Linked DNA regions of Mus musculus: region 2 is linked to region 1. Evidence: chromatin contacts called from public HiChIP or PLAC-seq data. All regions are on one chromosome and are shown on one strand. Each heading gives the region's core, a stretch centred on a gene start, on an enhancer-like site or on the middle of the called end of the contact. The rest is flanking DNA. Distances are from core to core; before and after follow the strand shown. Region 1 has its middle 39 kb from the start of Gm34757. Region 2 has its middle 76 kb from the start of Gm4251.

What was found. HiChIP or PLAC-seq counts read pairs in DNA pulled down with a chosen protein or histone mark.
Region 2: an H3K27ac HiChIP or PLAC-seq map of the NIH/3T3 cell line shows a contact between it and region 1, with 5 times the contacts expected there. The contact joins two enhancer-like sites.

Annotation. Positions count from the first base shown.
Region 1 is chr14:71,124,453-71,131,168 of GRCm38.p6, reverse strand. No RefSeq gene overlaps it. Among named protein-coding and RNA genes, the nearest start is that of Gm34757, 39 kb to the left of the region's middle. Within about 2 kb of position 2,573, at least 58 of the 459 cell types and tissues checked have an H3K27ac peak or open chromatin away from gene starts, as enhancers often do. A contact at or near this core is called in the NIH/3T3 cell line, where this site is marked.
Region 2 is chr14:71,323,664-71,330,379 of GRCm38.p6, reverse strand. No RefSeq gene overlaps it. Among named protein-coding and RNA genes, the nearest start is that of Gm4251, 76 kb to the right of the region's middle. Within about 2 kb of position 3,444, at least 10 of the 459 cell types and tissues checked have an H3K27ac peak or open chromatin away from gene starts, as enhancers often do. A contact at or near this core is called in the NIH/3T3 cell line, where this site is marked.

The DNA.
Region 1 (6,716 bases), core at 1,324-3,823:
AGATCCTAGTGACATTATTTCATACAGGAAGCCAGACCATCGTGACCTTATTATTTCTTCTGGGTGCTACCTCCAACTCTATTACAGTACAGCTGAAATTTCCAACACGTGAACTTTGGGAGACACATCTAAACCATACATCTTTCTAATCACCCCAAGAGCAGAGCTCTAGCCTTGACCTCCCAGCAAGTTCCACTATCCCAAGGAAACTGTGACTCATAGCCAATAGTAGGATCCTTTTCTGGGTAGGACTTCCCCCCTCAAATTCCCCCCACCAGCAAATATTCTTCTTTCATATCCTTTATTAGACTCTCTGGTCCTAAGAAAGCCCTGGGCACAGGTGCTAAGAAAGCATCCAAACACCTTCTCCCATTTTGTACCTACCAACATCGTTGCATAGAATGGTCTAGGGTCAGATTATAGCCTAAATTATCTAACCCTAAAGGCTCTTGGGGTCATTTGAACGTATTAAGGGTTCCTAGAGGTGCAGAATAGAGACATTGGAGGCTTCCATGGCCTCACGTCTCTCAGAAATCGGGAAGGGAGGTGAGGGCAACTCGTTGCTTAGAGAAGAGAAGGAGGGATGGGGACTGAGGTAAAAGTGTGCAGGCCCAGAGAAAGTTGGGAGCAGTAAAGTAGGCCAGAGGGTCTGAGCTGAAGACGTGCGATTAGTATCACTAATCATTTCACCAGCTTAAAATAGGTTTGCTCCTCTGAGACCATCTTCCCAGGGTCAGCGGCTTCTGATTAACCCAGGTTGCTGCTGAACTGCAAGGTAGAAAAAGACAGATGGTGAGGCTGGGGGTGGTGGGAGGGGGTGCCCCACCAGAACAGCAGGCAATGAGGTCCCAGGGCAACTCCCTAGTTTCCTTCAGCACCCTATTCTTTCCGGGGGCCACTGTACCCCAAATTCACTGCCCAGCAGCCCAGAACAGAATTAGCTCGCCGCCCCCCCCCTCCCAGAGAGCAGAACCAAGCAAGCCAGGGAGGTAATTGGCAGGGCTTGGGGCCAGCCCCAGGGGGATAGTGATTGGGAGAGTCTCCTGTCTTCAGCATGTCACCCTCACTTATCCTCAGGGTTTGCCTGGAGTATTCTCTGCAGCGGCCTCATATCTGCTCCCAGAACAGCAACTCCAGTGATTCAAAACACGCAGCTCTCTGCCCAGGCACTTGTCATCTCTCAGCCTCCAGACTAGACAGTCCCTTTCCCTCCTCCTGTAAGTCACTTGTTCAACATGGTTGTTTAGAAGGGGAGGGGCTGGTGGGGAGTGCAGGGGCAGAGGCCCAGAATTATAGCAGAAGTTAATTGCCTGGGTGGCAGCGGGCCAAAGCGGGGACATGTCAGCCTCAGAAACTGACCTGGTTCTCTGCTGAAGGTCATTATGGGAACAGCAGATTCAATGTCTTCATCCCACAAGGCCACATGAAAGATGACAAGTTAGCTGGCCTGAGTGCGGCTCGGCTTCCAGTGTGGAGATGGACATCTCTGACGGCCGGGGGGCACCGTCTTCCTTCTAAAGGCTATCTTCACTGATGAGTACTGTTAATTGGTAGCTGTGGGACCACACAGGAGAGATATCATTTCCCAAAATACGTTCACTCAGAAGTCCCCAAGTCCCTCTTTTTCTCAAGCCCATGCTGCCCCATATTTAGAGTCCCATCAATCCTCTCTCCTCCCCTGAGCTATGTCACACCGGCTCATGCAACAAGAGACCATAACATCATGCCTAACCTAACAGAGTCACAGAGCTTGCTACATCAGCAGGTATAGGGCAAAAACCATGCTGAGTGTCCAGTTGCCCTAAGAAGACTGTGAGTCTCCTTGGCCAGGCCTCTGGGTGTGAATACCAATGCCTCTAATTTGAAGATGAAGATCTAGAGTAGCAAAATGATCAGTGACCCCCAAGGTCTACCAATAGACAGGCAATAAAATGTCCGGTAAAGAAAGGGCCCTGGTACTGACCCCAGAGATTTATGGCAAACAGTTTAGAATGGGAACCCTAACAGCTATACTCAAAGAAGGACCAAAGCTGGAAAACTATCATTAAAACCACCTCCCTCTCTTGTCTGTAGCCCAAGGTTAGAACTTGAGAGAAGAGACACCAGGAACACAAAATCAGGTGACCAGATACTGGCATAGCATGAAAAAACAAAGCCAGGACAGCTGTGAGCCTGAACCAGTGCTCTCTGCCCCGTGTCTCCATTTCCTCCACTCCAGGAAGCTAGGACAAGGATTACCCATCATGCAACCTTGTCCACTTCAATCCTAGGGAGATGCTGGCAACCAGTATCCTGGCTTTCATCAGCACCCACCTAAGGCTCCAGTCATCTGCCTTCCGACCACGCCAAGGCATAAGAATGTCCTGGCAGCTTATGAGGCATCTGGCAGCAACTGGGATCCCACAAAAGCATCTCACTCTGCCCTGAAAAGCCCCACTCTTGCATACTCTGGTGCATCAACATGATTTTTGCCCTCTGAGATCACTGTTGGCGAGAATGTCCAGTCCAGATGTTACCACCCAGGATCAGAGAACAATCAGGCTACTGTCATCCAACTCACCACTCACTGACAGCCAAGGGACATGGGCTGACAATCCCATGTACTCACCCATCAAGTATGTAACACAGTTCCCTCTCTCCCTTCTGCAGCTATAACTGCTGATGGACAATGTGCATCCCACTGGCAAGGATAAATTTCTAAACATTCCATCCTAGTCAGTGAAGGATTTATCCTGGCCTTTGGGCCTGACTTCTGGTGAGTCTCCTTCAGGAAAAAAAAAAATCAGGATACAACTGCAGTGACCTCAGTTTGGCACATAAGTACATCACAGTGGCCTACCACTGATCAAGCAAAGATGAAGGCCAAAGCCATTTGTCTTTAAGGCATGGAGGTGGGATTGTCTAACATTGGGTACTGAGTCAGATACTGAGGACAACATTTAAAATAAAAAACAGTACACTGGTAGAGTTAGATGCAAATCAAATGCTAAATAAGTAAGAGATGCCGTGTGTATCCATCTGGAAAGTCCAAGTCATTGTCACAGAGCAAGTACCTGGATCTTAAAGGATGGAAGCATCTTTAGCATCATTAGGATCTGCCTCTAGCAAGAATTTCAGACGGAGCCAGCCCTGGAGAGGGCACTTTGCACATCCAGTATGTTAATCTCCACAATGGTCCCAAAAGGTGGACACTGTTCTCACTTGCAATTGCCTCACTGTAAATTTACAGAGGGGAAAAGGAAGCCTTGAGGTGTAGATCCCAAGTCACAGCACTATCAGAATACTCTGGGACTTGAACCTCATCAGTGTGACTCCAGGTGTGACATTCTTAGTCAGAATGCCATGTCACTTTCCAGAGTGAGAAGCCAGAGCATTGCAGTTACAGCTGCCAGGTGAGGAACATCAGGAGAAGGGCAAGGCATGAGCAAAGACTCAGGGTGTGTTGTCAATGAGTCCTTGGAACCTAGCCAGGCATAGTGAGGACAGGGTGGTGTGCTTGATCACCTAGAAGTCATGGGGTATGGCGAGGGCAGGAGTTGCTGCTTCTTGAAAGCAAGTTGCACTAGATCATGGAAGGCCACGGACAATGGATTCAGACTTAGATGAATGGGCACTCAGTAAGAAGCTGGGCATTCAAGTAGAGAAACAGCATGGTGCATTTAGGTTAAGAGGAGGCAAGGTAGAGACCAGGACATCAATAAGGAGACTATAGCCAGGAATAGCAATGACAACTTGAGACAACGTTTTGATCATTGATGGCTTATGGAGAAAGGATAAAATGCAGGAGTCTAGCACTTTCAAAGGCTGGCCAGCAGGAGAAGATTAACTCTGGGAAGGGAGCAACCACATAGATCCATCCTATGATCCAGCATGTGTCAGCTCAACATAAAGTCCACAACAAAAGAACAAGTTCTGACCAAGGCAGACCAAAAGGGCTTGTGAGTAGACATGAAGTTCCAGCCACAAGATATGGGAAACAATGGGAAAGAAGGGACAGGGGAAAAGCCAGGGATCAGTCGAGCTTTATGGAGGTCGGGGTCAGAGAGAAGAAAAACCATGGGTCTGTGGGGTGGTAAGAGGTGACAAAAGATGTCAGGGAAGGCCATGAGGTGTAAACTGCAAACGGGAAATGTGAAGGATCATGGACAGCTTTTGCCATTCACATGGTAGAGTAAAGAAGGACTATTTTCATTTCTGATGACCCAAAGTTGTATGGGAGATTATGTATAAGGAATGTACAGACACTCTACTTAGCCTAAGAATCAGAACACAGATAGAGAACACTGTATACCCCTGGCTCCTCCCTGGTAACTTCCCTTTAGGAATGTTTCATAGATGGACAGGGCTGCACAAGTTTAAGGGCACATAGAGGAGAGGACTAGATGGTATACATGCAAGAGGGAGCAAAACAGAATAGAGGATTAACACAGCACAGAAGAGGGAAAAAACACAACATTCTTCACCCGAAGCCAGGTGTTATTAGACACGTTCTCACGACCGGCCAGGAAAGACGCAACAAACCAGAATCTTCTGCGGCAAAGCTTTATTGCTTACATCTTCAGGAGCCAGAGTGCAAGAGAGCAAGCAAGCAAATGGCGAAACCCCATCCCTTTTTAAGGAGAATTATCCTCCACCTAGGATGTATTACTCCCTGATTGGCTGCAGCCCATCGGCCCAGTTGTCATCACGGGAAAGGCAGAACACATGGTGGGAAAACTGCCCCTGCATGTGTGCAGACTATGTTTACCACTTAGAACACAGCTGTCAGTGCCATCTTATAATGGCAAATGTGAGGGCGGCTCCTCACAGATCCCCCTTTTCTTTTAATAAGAGCAATAGGCCACCCATATTAATGAGAGTGGAGATAGAGGTCAAATCCCCAGTGTGTAGGTAAAGGAGCCATGTACAGGATTAGCTCTTAGGCTCACAGGCTTTTACCCAGAGCAACCCTGACCTGCTCCCGTGTCGTTTTGCCTGGGGGAAGGGAACTAGGACACTGAACCTTCATGAAAGATGACATGTCTCCCTAGAATAGGCTCATATATGCCGCAGAGCCTTTCCATTGCAGTGCTTAGCCTTGCAACTCTCTCGGGCTGCTGAAGCACACTCACTCTATCCCGTGCAATGAGTCTAGCCTCATGGGATATAAGAGCTGAGTGGCCAGCGACCTATTGCCTAAGCATAGATATATCAGGGGAAGCTCCATGTTCTAGTCCTGCAAGCGCCTGGGCAATAACCACCTTGTCTCTCCTAGTTTAGGCCTTAAGCTTACAGACCAATCAAAGAAGCAACACTAATCCACAGCAAAGTGTATCTCCAAATAATATTAATCCCACCCATTTTTTAAAGAAAGAAAATGCTGAGGAGATCCAATTGGGTAATCCTTTGGTCAGGGACAGGTCCAAGCGCGTGGAGTTGACCTGAAGTCTCAATTCCCGAAGGATCTGTTCAAATTCAGCCATCCAATTCTGTAACATATACTGAAAAAGACTTTTTGACAAATTAGCTGTCCTAGTAAATTTAACATACTGAATGGAAATAACACACAATCCCGGAAACTTTTGTTCACAACCCTGCTGAGTTATTTGTCATAATACATCTAGTTGTATCTGGACAAGATCTATGAGTTGATTAACCAGCATGAGACCTCTCTGTATCTTGACATTAGCTGAGGCCTGTTCATCTATGACTGTAGTCACTGAGGCTGACAAAGTGTTAATGGTGTCAGTCGTCTGGACCTGTCCAGACAGAGCCAAGGCTGTCTGAATTAAGGCCAAACCCAGTTCCTAGTTAGTGGTAAAAAAGCAGGAGAATACTTGAGCATTATACATCACCGTCATTGGGAGTGGAAATGTCGACATTATCCCACAACGCTGCTCTCTCTTTATTATTGACGCCCTGGACATCACCAAGACGAGGGACATTAGTATTCCCTTGGTCAGTCTGGATTTTTCGGGTGAGTCTTTCTGGTACCCAAAATGGGTTGTCTTCATCCTGTGGGAAAACACAGACAGCTCCCCTGGATCTTATCAAGATAGGATCCGGGCCATACCATTTATTATCAAGGACATTTTTCCATTTAACCATCTCATTGGGCCTATCTGGCTCTGAACAATGACGTTCAGCCGCAGTATGGCCATGAACATCAATATTTAAAAAATTGAGTGTAAAGAGTGCCATAGACACCGACACTCTTGGTGCTCGGGGTACAGTCTCCTCAAAAGTTCCCCTCTTCTGTTTTATAAGATAGGCTTTGAGGGTGCGATGCGCACGCTCAACAATACCCTGTCCTTGAGGGTTGTATGGAAGTCCAGTCAGGTGGGTTACGTCCATCTGACGGCAGAACTGTTGGAATTTTTGAGACGTATAAGCTGGTCCATTATCAGTCTTAAGGAGTCTGGGTTTCCCCCAAGCACTCCATGCCTCAAGACAATGTTGAATCACATGTGAGGCCTTTTCTCCGGTTAACGGAGAGGCAAACATGATGCCAGAACATGTGTCAATGGACACATGGAGATATTGAAGTTTTCCAAAGGAAGAAACATGTGTAACATCCATTTGCCAGACCTGTAGAGGTCGAATACCGCGTGGGTTAATTCCCACATGAGGAACTGGCAAGAACTCACAGCAGCTTTGACATTGAGTAACAATGTCACGGGCTTCTTTTCTTGTCAAGGAGAAACGACTGCGTAATGTTTCAGCCGTCACATGAAAAT
Region 2 (6,716 bases), core at 2,195-4,694, 200 kb before region 1:
AGCCTGCTTTGAAGAAGAGCTGCCTCTGTTGAGTTCAAAGAGAATAAAAAACTAGGTCAGTTGCCCAGGGTTTTTAAAGAAGAAAAAGGAAACACACACACACAAACACACACACACACACACACACACACACACACACACACACACACACACACACACACATGTTTCCAATGAAGCCACCATTGTCTTGGTTCCTAACCAAATAAAATAAATAAACTAGTAGGTTTTGAATTTATATCAAAGTAGAAGCCTGAATGCCCAAGAAACACGAGTTATTTAAGCTACTTGTGCTGTGACTCCCTCCCTGTTTCCCTCTGGCTCAGTGTGTGGGAACATTCTCGGCCTAAGGAACAGGAAGAGGGAGGATCATTTCCTGATGTGCTGGTGTCAGCCTCCATCTTCCCTCAGGGCCAGTCCTGGGACATGGTTACTCACAGAATCAGCAACTAATCTCTTTTTGTCCCTTATCCATGCACTTACACGTCAAATGCTCATATTCTGACTTAGGAGGCAGTTCTATTTCAAAACCACTCTGGGACTCAGAGGAAGCACACCCCTATGGATGGTGACCATGTTCTCATGAAAAGCCCCAGGCCAGTCACTGGCTTCAGAGTGTCTCACTTCTGTCCGTTTTGCAATTAGGTTGAAAGCAATATAATTTTCCTCCATTGGCCAAGGACCTGCTAACTGTCATGACTTAAATACAGAATCTGGGGTCTAAGTTGATCTTCTTCCTGCTCAGATTCTTTCTACATGACTCTAGGTCCATTCCTGGAGTCACCTAGCTGGTGGCGTCCATATCCAGCTGCATGAATCAACCCTCTAGCATATTTCTTTCCCATTACTTGCATCCAGTAGAATTTCCCCATGGGTTACCTTTCACTAGATTCTGAGCTCCATGGATGGAAGTGATAACATCTGACTAATGTTTTAAATGAAATTGTCTTTCTTGAACTAGAGTCCAAAAGATTAAATGCAGGTGATCCCTATAAGACCATCTAAAAGGGGTAGATAGGAAAGTGCTCATCTGCCCCCAAATTCCCCCATGTTCACCAGAGAGCAAGTTTGTTGAGTCTATGAATACATAGCTTAGCTAGTCCTCCATATTTTGCAACAATGCCAAATCTATTTGGCCATGGAGAACCTTCTGCCTCACTGACATGTTTCTGGTCCCTGAGCTCTTGCAATCAGACCAGGTTCCATCAGAAACCAGTATTTTCCAGGAAAAAGTCAGTAAAGGATCTACAATCAACCTGGGAATGTATTAGAAACTAGTATTGACAGGAAGTCAGAATTGCCATGGGGCATGAGAAAGCTTAAGGGAAAGACCAGTGCCATCTGAACCAGGCAAGTTCAGAGAAAAGCAGCCCCTTCCAGAAACTGTGTGTAGAGAGAGGTAGACTGGACTTAGCACCATCCCCGCAGAATGCAGTCAGATGGGTCAGTCTCTAGAACAGAGAGGCAGAGCCAGTATGGCAGGAGTGCCTTTCCTTCTAAGGACTCTGAGATGTACAGTGATGATGGCGTGCCTGTCCATGCTATCACTTGGAGCTTCTAAAGTCAGTTATTTTGTCCCCATGTCACCATTGCCTTAATGAATGGCACTGAGGCTATGGATAACAATGACAGTTCTCATCTGGAATGACTCAAATCAATGCTATTTTATTAAATAACTACTATGTGGCATACAATTGCAAGGAGATAAATAAAATATTTTGCTATCCAAGATTTCCAAATTCATGATTTGGTTGGCAAAATAAGTGGTTGTGTTGAGAAGAAAATAATAGCTCCTGTTCTTTGTTTGGAGCCCACCCAGGTAGTCACATCTAATAGAAAAGCAATAGACTTGGGTCAAGCCATCTGCTATGGTTTGAATAAGTTTTTCCCCAAGACCCAAGTATCAAAGGCTTGGTCAAAGCTTGGAAAAAATGAAAGGAAGCAGAAGACTCTAAATGGTGAGACATGATGGGAGATTTTACATCATTGCTTTATGAGGAGATTATGTGGTGATTCTGTCTCTTCTTGATTGCTTCCTGGCCACCAAGAGGTGAGCAGCTTCCTCTTCTGTGCATCCCTACCTTGATGTGATGCTTCATCACAGGCACAAAAGCTACAAGGTCAAATGACAATGGACTAAAACCTCCAAATCTGTGAACCAAAGCAAACCTATTATCTTCTTAAGTTGATTATCTCAGGCGTGTTGTTACAGTAACAGAAAGCCTACGAGTGCACCACTGGAATCTCTTCCTGGCTTTGTCACCCCCCTGATGTATAACCTGACACTGCATTTCTCCTCAGGACGCCAACTCCTTTAGAAGAGGAGGCAGACCCCAGGGACCGCTAGAAGTAGGCCCTCTGCCTCTGTGAACCTCTCAATGGCAGACAGAGAATCTGTCTGGTTCTGAACCTGGGTGGTCCTGAGTTCCACAGAGCAATATGGTCTGCTGTGGTCAGAGAGGCTCCAGTGAGGGAATGTGTGTTGATCTGAGCACAGAAGCAGTGTATATGGGAAGGGCTGCTGCCAAATGGGCTGCTACCAGCCAAGTTGCAAGTGCCAGATGGATCTTGTCCAAACAAAGGGGCAGCAGGCCACAGCTCCAAAGAGGTATAAAACTAGGGCACAGGTAACAGGAGCATCTGTGGGGGCTGGCAGAAGGGAAGTAGTTGTCACAGGCAGATGCTATGTACAACTGAAACCCAAAATGTGTTTTCCCTCCCTTAGCTAAACTGGAAAAGTGAGACCCTCAGAAATCAGATAAGAGCCAATTCCAGGTAGTTAACTCAAGAATCAAGTGCCCTCTAGCTGTGTTTCTAAACCACTTAACAGGTTAAGTTACTCTCTAGCTTATAAGACTTCCAAGGGTCCCTCTGCCTGTGGGAATAAGTCTAAACCCCTTAGTGTGACACAATCTAATCCAATCTCTCACAGTAAGGCCTGTCAATGCTGCACCGGGCAAGTTGCTGGCTGGCTATACTCACTGTTACCAAGATGAGCCTCTCTGTCTATACCACGGTTGCTCATTCACCCAAAGACTTACAAGGCACGTATTGAGCACCAACTCTCTGTTATATCTCATGCCCCAGTTTGAATATGAAACGTCCCTCACAGTCTTATATGTTAATTACTACATTTCCAGCTGGGGATGCTATTTTGGGAGGTGGGCTTGATTTCTCAAGTCTTACTTCTTCCAGTTTAGCTGACTGGGGAAAATAACAAGTTTGGGGCTCCAGGGAGAGGCAGGTTCTTAATTTGACAGGAACACACTCTGTTGCTTGTGACTCCCAGACTCACTATGCCCAGTTCCTGTAACTAAAGAAAGTAGATTCCAGAGTATCAAGTCTTTGAAAGTAATGATTCATCCCCAGTCCCCTCCATTCCCTCTGCTTCCTGTCTGCCATGAACTGAAGCATCTCTCAGCTGTGTACTTCTGCCATCGCAGTGTTCTGTCCAAGTGAATGAGGCCAAGCAACCTGGAACTGAGCCCCATGAGTCACGAGCCAAGTAAGTAATATCTCCTTTAAAAAGAAAGAAGAGAGATGGAGGTAGATGATTCACTCAGTAAAGACCTTGCTGTGCAAGCAAGGGGAGCCTGAGTGTGGATCCTCCACACCCACACAAACAGCCAGGCATAGTATGGGTATCTATAATCCTCTCTCTGGGGAAGTAGAACAAGAAGATCCCTGCAGCTTGCAAACCAGCTAGTCTTGTCCAGGCAATAATATCCAGGCTTAGTGAGAGATTTTGTCTCCAAAAGAAATAATGGAAAGTAAGCCAGGGAGTGTAGGCACTTATAGCCAAGCCTGAGTCTGATCCCAAGGTCCACATGGTAGAAGGATAGACTCCCATATTTTTGTCCTTTGACCTTCACGTGAGCACTATACCACATGTACTTACACACACATCAGCAAAGATGAAGAAAGAAAGAAAGAAAGAAAGAAAGAAAGAAAGGAAGGAAGAAAGAAAGAAAGAGAAAGAGAAAAGAAAAGAGAAAAAGAGAGAAAAGAAAGACAGAAAGAAAAGAGGGAGAAAGAGAGAGAGAAAAGAAAGAAAGACAGGAAGAGAAAAGAGAGAGAGAAAGAACAAAAGAAAGGAAGAAAGAAAGAAAGGAAGGAAAAAGGAAAGAAAGAAAGAAAGAAAGAAAGAGAAAGAGAGAAAAGAGAAAAAGAGACAAAAGAAAGACAGAAAGAAAAGAGAGAGAAAGAAAGAAAGAGAGAGAGAGAAAAGAAAGAAAGACAGAAAGAGAAGAGAGAGAAAGAAAGAAAAACAAAAGAAAGGAAGAAAGAAAGAAAGAAAGAAAGAAAGAAAGAAAGAAAGAAAGAAAGAAAGAAAGAAAGGAAGAAAGAAAGTGAAAGAAAGCAAGCAAGAAAGAAAGTGAAAGAAAGAAAGAAAGAGAGAGAGAGAAAGAAAGAAAGAAAGAAAGAAAGAAAGAAAGTGAAATAATAAATAATAAGTGTAAAAATAATGAGAGAAGTAGAGGGAGGTAGCTGGCATTTGCCTCTTGCCACTATACACATGCTCATACAGGCACTCACACTCATGTATGCATGTGTACACACACACACATGTGCACACACTCAGGAACACATACATGTGCATATAAAAATGAGGAAGAACAACCCACATTTCTTCTTTTTCAAGTGTCCTTATCACAGCTACAGAAAAGTAACCCGTGTGGCCCGGCTCCTCTGGAGAGCAGGTAAGTTACTAGCCCTGGATTCCAGTCTCTTCCAGCCTGGAGAACTTATCTAAGTCTGTTTTGTGTTGTTGAGACAGAATACCAGAAACTAGGTAATTTTAGTAAGCTGGAAAGTTCATGAGCATGGATCCAGCAGCTGGCAAAAGCCTTCCTGCTACATCACAGCATGGCAGAGGTCTTCATGGGAAAAGAGAGCTAATGTGCTAGGGTTGACCTGTCTTCCTCTAAAGTCTCTAATGCCATCACAGGAACCCCATTCTCAGGAATGCACCTGACCCTTATTATCTCTCAAAACCTCACCTCCATAAACCACTAACAAATCAAGTTAAGGCTTGTGTGTCCAACCTATGAACCATGGGGAGACACAGAATCCAATAATTGCAGCTCTGTTCATTGCTAGGTAGAAAAAGTACAGGCTACTACTATATGGAGAGGGGGTGGAAGGCTTAGCCCAGGGTGGCAGGCTAGGAAAACTGTATAAAGTCACATGACTCTGTCAAGCAATGGCAGAGGGAGCTGGGTAAGTAAAGAGGACTTCCTAGTCAGAAGAACAGCAGATGGGTTCCCACTTTGAATCTAGATCTGGCAAGGTGAAGACACCAGCCTTTTTAGATCAACTGCCATGGAATATGCTGGAGTCTTCTTGGTAGAGAACATATTTGTTGATCTGAAGGCAGCACAGCACCACTGGGGTTGTAAGCATGAAATGGCATGATTGTATGTTGACCTGGTATATTGAATATGGAATGAGAGGAAACAGTCTTTCTTTGGTACTGATTTCCAATCCCTCTCTCCTTCAACCACATGGTCTGTTTCCCTTCCCAGAGCCCATGTGTTGTGTGGGTCTTCCTCAGACTACCCCATAGATAGCAAAATTCTACTTTAGCAGATGCTAATTGTGTGTTATGCATTTCTGCTCTTGCCTCCTCCAGGTCATAATAACTTCTCTCAGGCAGCCACAGCACTAGATTTTTGTGTGTGTTTGCTTGGTTTGGTTTGGTTTGGTTTGGTTTGGTTTGGTTTGGTTTGGTTTGGTTTGGTTTGGTTTGGTTTGGTTTATTCTGTCCTTGTGCCCTTGAGGCAAATCAAAGAGCTTGGACCCCTGCAGATGGTCAATAATGGTTTATTAGCAACCAAATAAATGAGTGTAATACTAAAATTGCAAAATTCATCTCCAGCTGGCCTCTACTTTTTTCTTGTTGGTAGCTCTTCAAAATAAATATCGAATATTGTGGGGGCCCAAGATTCTGCAATAAGGGGAGACAGAACAACCCAGGTTCCATTCATGTCTACTTCAAATAGACAAAGTCACATATGACTTATATATACTTTTGCCTTTGAGCTATGCAAGTCCTGTTTTTATAGCTGATAACCCCAGGGGCCTGCTACTTAGTGGAGTCTATCAACTGTGATGTGAATGGATCACACAGATGAAAGTTCAACCCCTTTAGAAACCTTTCCTGGGATGGAGAGCTGTCCACCTATGACTAATAAACTTGCTTTTTATAACTTCACATAACTTGTAAGCAAGGCTATTCTGTGTCTTTGGGCCCAGATAAACTTATAACCAACCCACAGTGACTTTGTTTCATACAAAACTCTAAGGGTGCCTCTCCTTCTGGTGGGTGGCCTGTCTTTGGAACTATTTCTCACCAAAAAAGAATAGTCTGTGAAATAAGCCAAGCACAAATATATGAACACCACCCCGTAGCACTTATACACGAAGTCTTCTCGTCAACCTTAGAGGCAGAGAGTATGATGTGGCCAAGGTCTGGTAGTCTAGAAAACACAGGAGATGTGAGTCAAAGGTTACAAAATTTCATTTAAAGACGGAAAATGAATTTTCAAAAAATCCATTATACAATGCTATAGTTAATAATGATGACATAGTCTTGAAAATTGCTAATAAAGATTGGTTATGCTCCCATCACAGAAAAACAGTTAAGTTCCACAGCGGTGAGGGGATTCGTTAGCTTAATTTAGCATCTCGCAATGTATTCACAATGCAAAGCTTTATGT